Regions from separate parts of the Sus scrofa genome. Here regions 1 and 3 are each linked to region 2. A link is a contact called in public Hi-C and HiChIP or PLAC-seq data. All regions are on one chromosome and are shown on one strand. The core of a region is the stretch at or near the end of the contact, and the rest is flanking DNA. Distances in the headings are between cores, read along the strand shown.

The links. A called contact is a pair of places that touch in the nucleus more often than the background predicts. HiChIP or PLAC-seq counts read pairs in DNA pulled down with a chosen protein or histone mark.
Region 1: an H3K27ac HiChIP or PLAC-seq map of alveolar macrophages shows a contact between it and region 2. The contact joins the promoter of SCPEP1 here to the promoter of DGKE in region 2. A contact is called at or near these places in 1 of 5 promoter capture datasets (liver), 3 of 47 Hi-C or Micro-C datasets (heart right ventricle, liver and skeletal muscle) and 1 of 2 datasets of contacts at active chromatin or transcription factors (alveolar macrophages).
Region 3: a Hi-C map of liver shows a contact between it and region 2, with 3 times the contacts expected there. The contact joins the promoter of TRIM25 here to the promoter of DGKE in region 2. A contact is called at or near these places in 2 of 5 promoter capture datasets (fetal liver and liver), 13 of 47 Hi-C or Micro-C datasets (alveolar macrophages, embryonic fibroblasts, heart right ventricle and 6 more) and 2 of 2 datasets of contacts at active chromatin or transcription factors (alveolar macrophages and skeletal muscle).

Annotation. Positions count from the first base shown.
Region 1 is chr12:33,263,178-33,267,711 of Sscrofa11.1, forward strand. It overlaps SCPEP1 (retinoid-inducible serine carboxypeptidase), which reads left to right and starts at 2,332. Exons shown (of 13, transcript XM_005656968.3): 1 at 2,332-2,477. The coding sequence starts at 2,414.
Region 2 is chr12:33,140,758-33,144,963 of Sscrofa11.1, forward strand. It overlaps DGKE (diacylglycerol kinase epsilon), which reads left to right and starts at 1,450. Exons shown (of 8, transcript NM_001167645.1): 1 at 1,450-1,904. The coding sequence starts at 1,450.
Region 3 is chr12:33,209,986-33,214,361 of Sscrofa11.1, forward strand. It overlaps TRIM25 (E3 ubiquitin/ISG15 ligase TRIM25), which reads right to left and starts at 2,455. Exons shown (of 9, transcript XM_005656971.3): 1 at 1,752-2,455. The coding sequence starts at 2,354. It overlaps LOC110256032 (a long non-coding RNA gene), which reads left to right and starts at 2,507. Exons shown (of 3, transcript XR_002337192.1): 1 at 2,507-2,843; 2 at 4,097-4,292.

The DNA.
Region 1 (4,534 bases), core at 1,082-3,581, 120 kb after region 2:
TTTTTTTAGTTAAGGTTGGTGCTTTTTTTTTTTTTTTCCTGTTTTTGACCATAACTGCAGCATTTGAAAGTTCCTAGGCTGGGGATGGAATCTGAGCCACATCTGCAACCTACGCCACAGCTGTAGCAATGCCAGATCCTTAACCCACTATTCCAGGCTAGCGATCAAAGCAGCAATGCCTTAGAGACAAGACAGATCATTAACCCACTGCACCACAGCAAGAACTCAAAGGCATGTACTTTTTTTTTTTTTTTTTGTCTTTTTGCCATTTTGGGGCCACTCCCGTGGCATATGGAGGTTCCCAGGCTAGGGGTTGAACCAGAGCTGAAGCCACTGGCCTACGCCAGAGCCACAGCAACGTGGGATCCAAGCCGCATCTGAAACCTGCACCACAGCTCATGGCCAACGCCAGATCCTTAACCCACTGAGCAAGGCCAGGGATTGAACCTGCAACCTCATGGTTCCTAGTCGGATTCACTAACCACTGAGCCACGATGGGAACTCCAAGGCATATGCCTTTTTTAGACATAATGCTATTGCACACTTAATAGACTATAATATAGTGTAGGCATAACTTTTATTGCACTGGGAAACCCCAACACCTGGGTGGCTCTCTTTATTGTGATATTCCCTTTATTGTGGTGGTCTGGAACCAAACCATATCTCCGAGGTATGCCTGTGCAATGTAAATGCTATGTACATAGCTGCCTGAATGCAGCAAATTCCAGTTCTGCTTTTAGTAACTTTCTAGAATTTTTTTTTTTTTTTTTTTTTTTTTTTTTTTTTTTCTATATTTTTCCTACCCCCCCCCCCCCCCCCCCCCCCCCCCCCCCCCCCCCCCCCCCCTTTTTCCAAATATTTTTGATCTACTGTTGGTTGAATTCACAGATGTGCAAATCACAGATGTAGAATAGTGAGCAAGGGCAGACTGTAATAACCTTGGCAGCTTTTAATGTAATAGTATCACTCCTGTTAATGTAATAGTATCACTTCTATTTTACCTTAGAGAAATAATTCCAGTATGAAAAATACCATCTGAAAAAATATAGGTATTATAGTGTTATTTTGCTGTGAAAAAGTGAAGCTCTAGAAGTCTAACTATGGACTAGTTATGTGTATGTGAGACCCTGGCAACGCAAGACTTTGAATCTTTAGATACCAAAAGTGTAGATTAATGTTTGTTACGAAGTTACTTCTGTTTGCCTAAGGGTGTACCTTTTATATACAGTGTATCTCTCAAATGTTTTTTCCAGAGGCTATCACCAATACCAGCATTATAGGATTGTAAGCATTCAAGGAGCACCCCACATTAAAGCTTAAGAGAACCTGGTTGCATATTTCTTTTTTCTGGCCCAAATCTCAGCACCGTCCCCCTTCATTCCCAGGGCTCTGTCATTTCACAAGGCTGCAGATAAAAACCTCTGTTTTTGATGGCAGGGGCAGAGGGCTAGGGAGGGGGATGGGAAAGGCAGAGATGTCACCTGTCCTTTGTTTTTCTGTCCTGTGCACTTTTGAAACAGAGTATTTAGAAGTAATCTGTCCCTCATACAGCCCTGCTTGCTTCCTAGCTGAGGTTAAGTTACTCAGGACACCCTAAGATAAAAATGACCTTTAGACACACACACACACACACATGAAAATATCTCTACCATCCTTTCCCTCCCTTCTCCTTCCCAAACCTGTAATTCCCACTTTTAAATGACGGCTGTGAAGGTAATGTTAACAACACAGAATTAGGCCAATAACAATTTATCGAGAAAAAAAAAACAGAATAAAACATTTTATTATTGTATTTCAAATGATGATGTAAAACATTAGAGACAAAAAATAATCCCAAATGCCGACAATGGTTATGTAGGATCTAAAATTTTCCCAATTTTCCAAAATGACCGTAATATATGTAATGTTATAGGAAAAACAATTTAAAAAATAAATCTGGGAAAATGGAATCCCCCAGTTACCAATGACCAGTTGATCAGGCTTAACTTGATTTGGGGCAGATGCAGCAGTTTGAAATGCCAGGTCTTTTGTTGAGGAGGGAAGAGATGGGCGGGGCAGGAAGGACGGTCCTCCTGATAATTTTTCTGTAGCGTCTCACTCCTGTTACACAACCCAGGTCAAATCAATGCATTAAACACCTCTTCTTTTCTGCTTGTCCTCAAAACGGCAAAGAAAGACGGGTAAGGTAAAAAGAACATCCAGGCGGCGCCGCTGCACGGATCCCTGTGGGCCCGCTTGGCAGAGGGCACGTGGGACTCTCCTGGCCCAAGTCACCGCATAAGCCCCGCCCCTAGACCAGACCCCGCCCCTGCCCACCCGCCCAGGCCCCGCCCAGCCTTGTCCCGCCCTCCACGATCACGTGGTGGGGCGCAGGGTCCAGCCTTGTAGTTGATGCTGACGCCCGGTATTCGCCATGGAGCTGGCGCAGCGGAGCTGTCCCGTGCCGTTGCTACTGCTGCTTCTGGGCCTGAGCACCGGTAGGTTCGGACAAAAGGTCCATCAGCGGCTGGTGCCTCCTCTATCCAGGGATGAGAATCTTTTAGTGGATTTGTGCTTTTTAAAGCATATTCCTTTCCCCTTGTTTCTGCTTTGCATAATTATTTTGCTTTTGAACTTCACTCTTTTTTTTTTTTTCTTTCATTCAAAGTTCTTTTTCTACTTTATTTTCTGGCCCTAGGTGGTCTGTGCTTCCTTTTTTCCCCCGCACCTATGTAGAAGCAGTTTCTCAAAGATTAGGAGAAGCTGCTGATCAATGCGATTTCCATGCTCTTAAGGCCATCTCCCTTTTCCTGTCGTGACTGACTGATAAATGAGGTTATAAGGTCTTTTTACTTTGAACTGAACTGAAACACATGGTCCAAACGGCCCTGAAAAGTCCTACCACGAGTGGGGCATTTCACTGAGATTAAACTTTCTTCCTCTGTTTGATCAGAACAGACAGGATAATAGCTCCCCTCACCGCAGTTCTTTCTGGCAAAAACAAATTCGTGTTAAATAGGATGACTTGCACATTGATTTTAAGTCTTTTTTGCAAGCAAAATGACTCCTGGCCTGAATCAAGAACTGAGAATTCCTTCTGGCCATAAACTTGCCTTGTGATCTTAGGCAAGTTGCTTAACTTGCTTTCCCTTCTGTAAAACGGGGATCTCGTGACCCTTCAGCTTGTGTCAGGGAAATGGCAACTAGGTCGCCCCCCATATTTTAACAGTGATCACTGGCAGGAAAGGGAGAAGTGCTCGGGGTTAGGTCAAAAGGGACCAAGCCTTATTTGTCATTATCAAGGGAACTGTAATCTTGTGTTACTTGTATGTAGCACCTTATAGCCACATCTGTAATAAATATTCTAACTATTCTGTTTTGTTCATCCAACCACTTTCTGGTTGTCCATCCTTATCAAGTTACAAAATAGTATTGTCTCCTCATCTACTCCCTTCTCTCCTTTTTGGGACCAGTTTTTGTCCTTTTGCTTGCCACGGGAACATGAAATTCAAAAAAGGAGGAAGTAGAGACAGAAAAACTCCGGTCCCCAAGGGTTCCTCTCTCATCACGTTTTGACATCAGCCTTTTTTCCCACAGAGTAGTCTTTGAGAAAAAAGATACTTGGAAGTTGTTAAGTCAGCAGAAGTGAAATAGAAAAATGTGTTTAACAGCTCTCTTGTGGAGCAGTGAGTTAAGGGTCTGGCATTGTCACTGCAGTAGCTCAGGTCTCTGCTATGGCTTGGGTTTGATCCTTGGCCCTGGAACGTCCATATGTTGCAGGTGTGGCCAAAAAGAAAAAAAAAAGAAAAAAATGTGTCCCACCTACTCTTTTTTTGTTGTTTGTTTTTTGTCTTTTGTCCTTTTTTTTTTTTAGGGCCACACCTGCAACATTTGGAGGTTCCCAGGCTAGGGGTCCAATCGGAGCTGTTGCTGCAGGCCTACACCACAGCCACAGCAATGCCAGATCCAAGCTGCGTCTGTGACCTACACCACAGTTTATGGCAACGCTGGATCCTTAACCCACTGAGCGAGGCCAGGGATGGAACCTGCAACCTCATGGTTCCTAGTCGGATTCATTTCTGCTGCGCCATGACGGGAACTCCCACCTACTCTTTTCTGATGTATGCTTTACAGGTGCTAGAAAAGTTAGCTAAGGAAAATTGGAGTTGTGGGATGAAATAATCTAGATATGGCTTTTGATAAATTTTCTGCCAAATTGCCTTCCCAGGAAATTATGCTGACAGTGCTGAGGGCTCGTCTCCTGTCTCCTTGTGGACACGGGACCCCTGCATTGTCAAATAAGCAAAGATTTTTTTAGTGATCTCATTATTGTTTTAATTTTAACTTCTGTGTTTATTAGTGATGTTAAACATTCTTTCACATATTTATCAGGCATTCATATTTCCTTTTTCTTTTTTTTTGAAGTGTATTTTCTTTTCTTTTTTTTATTTCCCCAATATATTATTTTTTTCTACTGTACAGCATGCTGACCCAGTTTTATATATATATATATATTCTTTTTTGTCACATTATCATGCTCCATCATAAGTGACTA
Region 2 (4,206 bases), core at 200-2,699:
TAGATTCAAGCTAACTTGGATGATTAAGTTAAATAAAGGGCTCTGAGTCCCAACATTGACTTTGTGACATCAAGCATGTTTCTCAACCTCTCTGTACTCGGTTTGCCTCATCCATAAAAGGGGGGTGATAAATTTAGCAAGGCGCCTAGTAAGTGCAGAAATGGAAGCTGGGATGCAGTAAGCCATTACGAATGGCGCCAAAAAATTCTTCCTGTAGGCATGTTTCAACAGGCCTGCCGCTCTGGGAGAGCTGGGGCTTCTCGCAAGTACTTGGCACACAGTAAGTCCTCAGATATTATGTGTTTAATAAGTAACTAGCGAGAGCGGAGGTGACAGCTATCAATTTTTTGCCTGGGATTGTCCCATTCTATCAAGATATCAAACTCTCGAAACTTCCAGTTTTCTCCTTTTCAATGTTTAAAACCGTACCAGCTCCACCTCTCCCAGGCAGTAAGGAGAAGGGCTTATGCAAACTTAACTCCTCCTGTGTATATCATTCATGTTAGAACATTCTATGATTAGACTTAGAGATCTCAACTCACCATCAGCTCTGGCATTCCCACCTTATTGTTACCCAGCCCACAGTTCTACCTAAGCCACGCCCACAGATCCGCCCCTCTCGCTCAAGCTCCTCCCTCTCCCCAAGGCCCCGCCCCCTACGGCCCCTCAGCCTTTTCTTCGCACCTCCCACCTCCGCTGAGCCCCGGAGCTCTCGCCGCAGGCCCCGCCCCCGCCCGCCGCCACAGTGGGGCCGGCCTCTTCATTGACGTCGGTCCCTAAGCCTGGCAGGTCTAGCGGAGCCGCTAGGACGGAAGGAAGGCCCGAGGCCTGGCCCACGGGCCGCGCGACTACCCGAGACGAGGTAGGGCCGGAGGGGCGGGCGCGGCGGAGGCCCTGGTCCCCGAGGCCTCGCGAGATGGGCGGGACTGGGCGGTGGGCAGGGGCTGGCGGGCGGGAGGCGGTGCCCGGCCCGAAGCGGTCGGAGATGTCTGTTTGCTTCCCGGCGCCGGGGAGAGGCGAGCAGGCCTGGACTAACCGTTACAGAAGCTGGCCGGCGCCGCGCGGCCCACGCGTGCCGTCGCGCCCAAAGCCCAGAGCTTCACGCCAGCTCCTCCGTGCGGAGCTCCCCATATGTTGTGATTGCGCCCTTTCCGGTGCCGGGGGAGGTGAGGAGGCGGCGGCCGGGGCCGAGGGGGAGGGAGGGGACGAAGCGTGACAAGCGCTGGGTGCCACCCCCTCTGCGCGGCAGGTCCGCGGCCCGGCGACCCGGAGCCTCTGGGGTTGCCCTGCGGAGAAGAAGGTGCGCGTGCCGCTCCTTAGAGCGAAACCACCTGGACAGACGGCGACCTCAGGATCCCCTAAAAGGCAGGGAAGAGAGGAGGACGGGGTCAGCGATCCCAAAGTGGACCTGCCCGTGTTTCTTCTAGTTAGAAATCGACCTTGGAGAAGATGGAAGGGGAGCAGCGGCCGGCGCCCTACCAGGGCCTGTTCGCGGACGGGCACCTGGTCCTGTACACGCTGTGCTCGGTGTTGCTGCCGGTGTTCATCACTTTCTGGTGCAGCCTCCAGCGATCGCGCCGGCAGCTGCACCGCAGGGACATCTTCCGCAAGAGTAAGCACGGGTGGCGCGACACGGACCTGTTCAGCCATCCCACCTACTGCTGTGTGTGCGCGCAGCACATCCTGCAGGGCGCCTTCTGCGACTGCTGCGGGCTGCGCGTGGACGAGGGCTGCCTCAAGAAGGCCGACAAGCGTTTCCACTGCAAGGAGATCATGCTCAAGAATGACAGCAGGGCCCTGGACGCCATGCACCACCACTGGATCCGGGGTAATGTCCCCCTGTGCAGTTACTGTGTGGTTTGCAAGCAGCAGTGCGGCAGTCAACCCAAGCTCTGTGATTACAGGTACGGCCTTTGTGGGTACTGATTGTTACAGAATGCTTGGTGGGGTCAGGATTCTACGAGTGGGCATAGAGGCCTGCTTTGATCTCCACAAATGGCCTAAACTGGCCACTTTGAGGAAACAAGCTAATAAATAGCCCTGATATTGTAGATCGAGGCAGCTTGGCAGAAGTCATTTGTGAGATGGTGCATCTAGGCTACACTCCTTAGCCAACCTGCCGTTTTTGGTAAAAATAAAACTTGGTTCTTGACTTTCATCCAGGCAGTCTAAGTGCTGCCCACTTTGTAGGCACTGTATGTTATATCCTAGCTTTTGTTACTACTGACTCAGGCTCCATTTTGCATAAGGAAAAATGAAGTATGGACAAATTATCTTTTCACTAGAGTCACAAGACTGATTCATCTTGTGTGTTGCATTGTGAATGTACAATGAAAACAAGTTTCATTCCAGGTCAGCCCTTTAAGTATCTAATATAGGTTTGGTGCCCTAGTGAAATGTACTCTAAAAGAACACTTAAAGTGATATTCCTTTTGCCAGATGGTCTTTCAGGACTAGCATCTTAGACAAGTGACTTTAAACCAAGAATAATTTAATAGCTTTTAAATACACACTGGACAGCACATTGGGGTACTTAAACATTGTCTGAAAACAAGTGACGGTGTCCTTTGCACATGGTAGAGATTGGTAATAAAAGGGGGTGCTGCTTTGCAGGGGGTGCTGCTTTGCAGTTTATCTCTTTGAACTTATTTTACATTTGAGAGAATTATAGTTCAGCGGGTTTTACTCAGTGGTAAAGTAGAACTGCATCCAGCATTTCTAACTCCCAGGACAAGGTTAGGAATACTAAGCCCCCCCGCCTTATCTCCTGCCTTAAGACTAGACATCTTCATTGTGATTGGCCTGTTTCTGACAAGTTGAAAAGTCCCTAAACATATTTAAGAACAGAAATAGAACTTGCATGAGATAGCAAGTTACTTTTTTTTGTTTCTGTTTTATTTTATTTAAATGTTCTTTTTTTGGAATTCCTGTCATGGCTCAGCAGAAATAAATTCGACTAGTATCCATGAGGATGCAGGTTCGATCCCTGGCCTCACTCAGTGGGTTAAGGATCCGGCACTGCCGTGAACTGTGGTGTAGACTGGCAGCTATAGCTCCGATTCAACCTCTAGCCTGGGACCCTCCATATGTCGAGGGTGCGAAGACAAAAAAATGAATAAATGAAAGTGCTTCTCTTAAATGAGCATGGTCTAATAGTATCCACATTTATTTTTAAATCTTAAATAATTTTACACATCAGATGTAGACTTAAAAATTTTCCGAGAAATATATTTTAAATATCTGCAGTTTTATAACCATTCATTTTTATGTTCTCTCTTTCAAATTTGGATCTCCTTTTGCCATCAGTGAAAGCTAGGTTATCAGTATCTTTAAAAATTTCATAATTCTCTCCCTAGGTAAGCTTTAGTCTTAGAGAATTGAGATTAGTTGGAAAGAAGACACGAATTGAGTATTATTTTATTTCCTCCCCCTCTTTGTGTCTGTGCAAAATTGGATTAAAATGGCTTCTATAAATATCTTCATTGCATTTCGTATACTTCTTAAATAATCACAGTGCTCTAATTCTCCAACCAAATGGTCTTTCTAGAAATGCATATCTGATGGAGTCCCTGCTTGGTTTAAAACCCTTCAGTTACCCACATCACTTGTGCTGATGGCCTTTCAGTATAAACTCCAAGTGCTTAACCTGGCACACGAGGTTCTCATGCTTTTTGGACCCTGCCTGCCCCTCTTGTCTTACCGCCACCATCTGCATTCAGCTTTATGCACCAGCAACATCAGGCTAGTTGTGGTTTTTCTTAAAATATCAAGCTTTTTCCGACCACCCTTCTTTTCTTCAGGGCTTAAGTATCCTCCTCTTCACTAGCTGCTAGGCATCCTCAGTGACTCATCTCGTGCCCTTTCCCCGGGGATCTCTTCCCTTCTACTCACCCCCTGCCCCTGTTTTTCCCAGACCAGCAGCATCACTGTCACTCAGTGACTTGTTAGAAATGCAAATTCTAACACAGATTTAGATTTAGCCCACAAAGATAAAAATAAAATACTTGCAATATCTGAGACATTCTTAGACCAAAATATTATGTATTATTTATAATTCAAATTTAACTAAGCATCTTCTATGTTTCCTGGCATGGCTAACCCCACTCCAGACCCACTGAATCACAAACTTGGCCTGGGGACCAACAGTCTTTGCTTTAACAGGCTGTGCAGGTAATTCTGAAGTTTAAGAATCACCGCTATATTTAC
Region 3 (4,376 bases), core at 1,205-3,704, 70 kb after region 2:
ATACTAGCTGGATTCGTTACTGCTAAGCCATGACCGGAACTTCCTAGAAGGCCACTCCACAGGAGCCGGGTTGCCCTAGAACTCAGGCTCACACACCCTGAGGCAAAGAGGATCCAGGCAGCCTGACACCGTCCACACAGCAAACTCTCTTCCGGGCATTTCTGAGCAGCTTAAACGATAACGGCAGCTCTACAAAGCATTCACTGTAAAACGCAGCTTATGGGTCGCCTCATTCAATCCTCCCGGTAGCCTTCTGAGATAGGTATTGCTATTGGCCCCTTTTATGAGTTCCCAGCTAGGAAGCAGAGCCAGAATCCAAACCCAGGTCTCAACATCCAGCTCTGGTCACAGCCCATGTTAAGCAGCCTGACCCGTAGGGCCTGCCTACAAAGCACTTCCCACACAGCTCAAGACGACCCAAAACAGGGGAGGGAATGCTAGGAATCCCATTTTACAGATGAAGAAACTGAGGCTCAGAGAACGACAGGGACTTGCCCTGAACCACCGCTAGCAGGGCAGAGCAGGGCTCCAGGCTCCAAAGACCAGCCAGGGTCTTCCCTGCAGCAGGTGGAGACCTGGGTGGGCCAGACCTGAGATGACTGTACCTCCAAAGTCACCGGCCAGGCACTGCCTGAGGCCTGGTTCCTGGGACTCAGGGAGAAAGTCCACAGGAACCCAGGGCAGACTGGAGAAGCAGACCAGGCCAGGGGTGGGCTGTGGCCAGTTGGGAGCAAGGCCTGCACCCAGGTCCTGGTGCCACAGGGCTTATATCTCCTTTGCCAGCATAAGGACAGCCCTTCTTGCTCCCCTTAACAAGTCCTCATGAGAGAAAGGAAATCAGGCCTCACTTTTGAGCTTAGATAACAAAACTTTGCCTACACCTTTTCAGCCTCTGCCTTGAGTCCACAGGGAGAAATTATGATCCCAAAACCACTGAAAGCATCACAGATCCAAAAGCCCTCTTAAGAATCCACCTGGCCCCACCTCCTCGCTTTAGGAATGAAGACCAATCCCGGACTGAAAAGTGGCCAGGCAGGAGAGAGGGCTCTATGGCGCAAGAGTCTGGCTCTCCCTGTGCATCATATCCAAGAATTCCTGGGACGCTGCCCACCCTTCCACTCAACACGATCCTCCCTGGTCACTAGAAGTCTCTGGCTCACCAAAGGCTTTTTCGCACATGACCCCCAACAAACCTCCAGAAGTGTCTCACACTCTGAATGTTGCGGACTTGGTTTTGAGGCTGGTCCATGGGGAGAAAAGGCAACTGTGGAGGCAGCCCAGATGGCAGCTCAATTCCCCCTTGGCCACTTGGGTTAGCTCAGGCTAAATGACCTTCTCTGAACCTCCACTTCCTCAGCTGTAAAATGGAACTCATGGTACCCACCTCCCAGGTGCTATCAGGATTTATTGAGAGAACAGAGGTAACCTCCAGCACTATATCTGACCTTCAAAACCCTCTTCTAAACATCATCAGACAAGTGCTAGGCTTAAGGCAAGCATGAGTCTTCAGTGGTTCCCTTTGTAAAATGGGTGAGTGGGGTGGGCATAGGGGAGGTGAACCCGGAATGAGAGGAAGTTTGTACCTTCTCCCAGCCCCTTTCTACCCTGAAACCCCCAAGCCCCTGCCCCATCTCAGGCCCAGCAAGGCCCCTCCCTCGCCCCGGGGTGATCCAAGGTAGCCCACTGTGGTGCCCTCTGCACAACCCAGTAGCCCCAGGCTGCCCCTCTGTGCCCTGGGCCACCACTCCTACCTCCAGGTCGGTGCTGGCCTGGCTCAGGGGTGCAGGCGAGCAGGTCTTGTGCTCCACCAGGCAGACGTGGCAGATGCACTCGCTGTGCTCAGGGCAGAAGAAGTCTCGAAGCCGGTTGTGCTGGGGGCACTTGCGGCGCATCAGGTCTCGGACTGGCGGCTGCAGCGGGTGGTCCCGGAAGGCGGGGCTGTCGAGGTGCGGCCTCAGGTGTTCCTGGCAGAAGGAGGCCATGCACACGAGACAAGTCTTGACGGCGGTCGCCTGTAGGCAGTGGTCACAGGCCACTTGGCCGGCCGGGCTGGAGGCGGCGGCGCGGGCGGGCGGCGTCCAGCCATCGCTGTCGAGGACCGCGGGCCGGGCTTGCTCGGCCTGCAGGAACTGCTCCACCACCGCGCACAAAACGGTGTTCTTGCGCAGCTGCGGCCGCGTCTCGTAGCCCGTGCGACACTGCGGGCACAGGTACGGCGGGCCCTGGACGGCCCACGTCTCATCCAGGCACAACCCGCAGAAGTTGTGGCCGCACGGCGTGGTGACCGGCACCTTGAAGGGCTCCAGGCAGATGGAGCATGACAGCTCCTCGGCCAGGGGGCACAGTTCCGCCATGGCGCTCCGTGAGGGGACCCGACGTGACGCGCGGGAACTGCCGCGACTGCTGCGCTATCGCCCCGATGCCTCCAAGGAAACGAAACTGAGCTGCAGGAGGGGCGGTCCCCCGGCCTTTCAGGAAGTCACGTGGGGTAGGGTGGGGTTGAGCGCGGAGGTGGAACGGGCCCCATGGGGTCCCGGGGCGGGCGGGGTCCAGGGGTCGCTGAGGTCCGACTGGCGACGTTCGAATCCCGGTGGCTCCCGCGGAGTGTGGGTACGGGGCGCTGGGCTCAGGGTTTCAGACGAGACTCTGGACCACCAGGGGGGATCTTACGGCCCCTCTGCGGATGAGAAAACTGACACGTTGCGTGGAGAACCCGGGATCCCAGCAGTCAGGGGACTGACTACAGCACAAACGCGCCTGGATCTGATCCGTTCCTTCCGAAAACTCGTCCAGACCCAAGTTGTCCCACCGCCCCCGCGAGCAAGGCTGTCTCATCAAGACAGGTCTTTCAAAAATAACTGTGGGAACAGTAAAGTATTCGCTGCCTTTTCTTATTTAAAAAAACCCCATCCTTCCTCTTCCCTGGTCCTGGGCTCTGGCATATCGGCCTTCAATCTCTGCAGGCAGGGTCACACCCGGGGGTAATGTCAGTAGAATCTGTAGTAATCACCGCTCTCTCATTCCTGATCTAAGTAATCTGGGTTTCCCTTCTTTTCTTAAGCCATCTAATAGATTTTATGGATTTTATTAATTTTTTCCAAAAATCCAACTTTTGGCTTCTCTGCTCTTTTTTTCATTGATTTCTTCTCATGTCTCTTATTTCCTTCTATTTACTTTTGGTTTAATTTGCTCTTTTTCAAATTCGTTAAGTTGGCACATTGGATCGCTGCTGTTAAACTTTTTTCTTTTCTAATATAAATGTTTACAACTATAAATCTAGATTGTCAATCTCCCTTGGCCTGCAGAAGTTACAGCGCCAGGGACTGAATCTGCACCACAGCTCTGACAACGCCAGATCTTTACCCTGCTGCACCACCCAGGAACTCCATCCACAAGTTTTGATATATGTGTTTTCATTATCATTTCACTCAAAATATTTTTTTTTTTTTTTTTTTTTTTTTTTTTGCCTTTTCTAGGGCTGCTCCCGAGGCATGTGGAGATTCCCACCCAGGCTAGGGGTCGAATCGGAGCCGTAGCCTCTGCCTCCGCCAGAGCCACAGCAACGCGGGATCCGAGACGCGTCTGCAACCTACACCACAGCTCACGGCAAGGCTGGATCCTTAACCCACTGAGCAAAGCCAGGGATCGAACCCTCAACCTCATGGTTCCTAGTCGGGTTTGTTAACCACTGTGCCACGACGGGAACTCCCACTCAAAATATTTTCTAATTTCCTTTGTTATTTATTTGTAATTACTTATAAGGAGATGGCTTCATTTCCAAATATTTAACACTTTCCTGGGTATCTTACTGTTACTGATTTCTAACACAATTCTATTTGAGCCAGCTCTACGACCTAAGATGTTTGTCTTTTGAAATAGGTTGAGACTGACAGGATGTTAATATCTCCGATATGATAACAGCTTGTCTCCTTCTCACTTTGTATTTGTGCCCCCTCCCCAAGTATTATAAGCTTTGTTATTAGGCACTATTATGCCCTGAATTGTATCCTCCCAAAATATATGTTCAAGTCCTAACCCCTGGTATCTGTAAATATGACCCTATTTGAAAATAGTTTTGCTGTTGTAATCAATTAAGATGGAAAATGCCATCTGGAGACAAACACAGATGACACCGAAGGCAGAGCTGTAGCTGCAAGCCAAGGGACACCAAAGATCACTGGAAAATCATTATAAGCTGGGAAATGTTGGAGACCACGGAACAGCAGAACTCTGCAGAAGGCAAATATCTATGGACTCAGAGTTTTAAGTACAGAGTCTCCTTCAAAGACAAGGTGAAGGACTTATGCATTAACCATGTTATTCTATAAACAGCTCCACTATGTCCTAAGGCTACCCCCTTTGCTATTACTAAGATG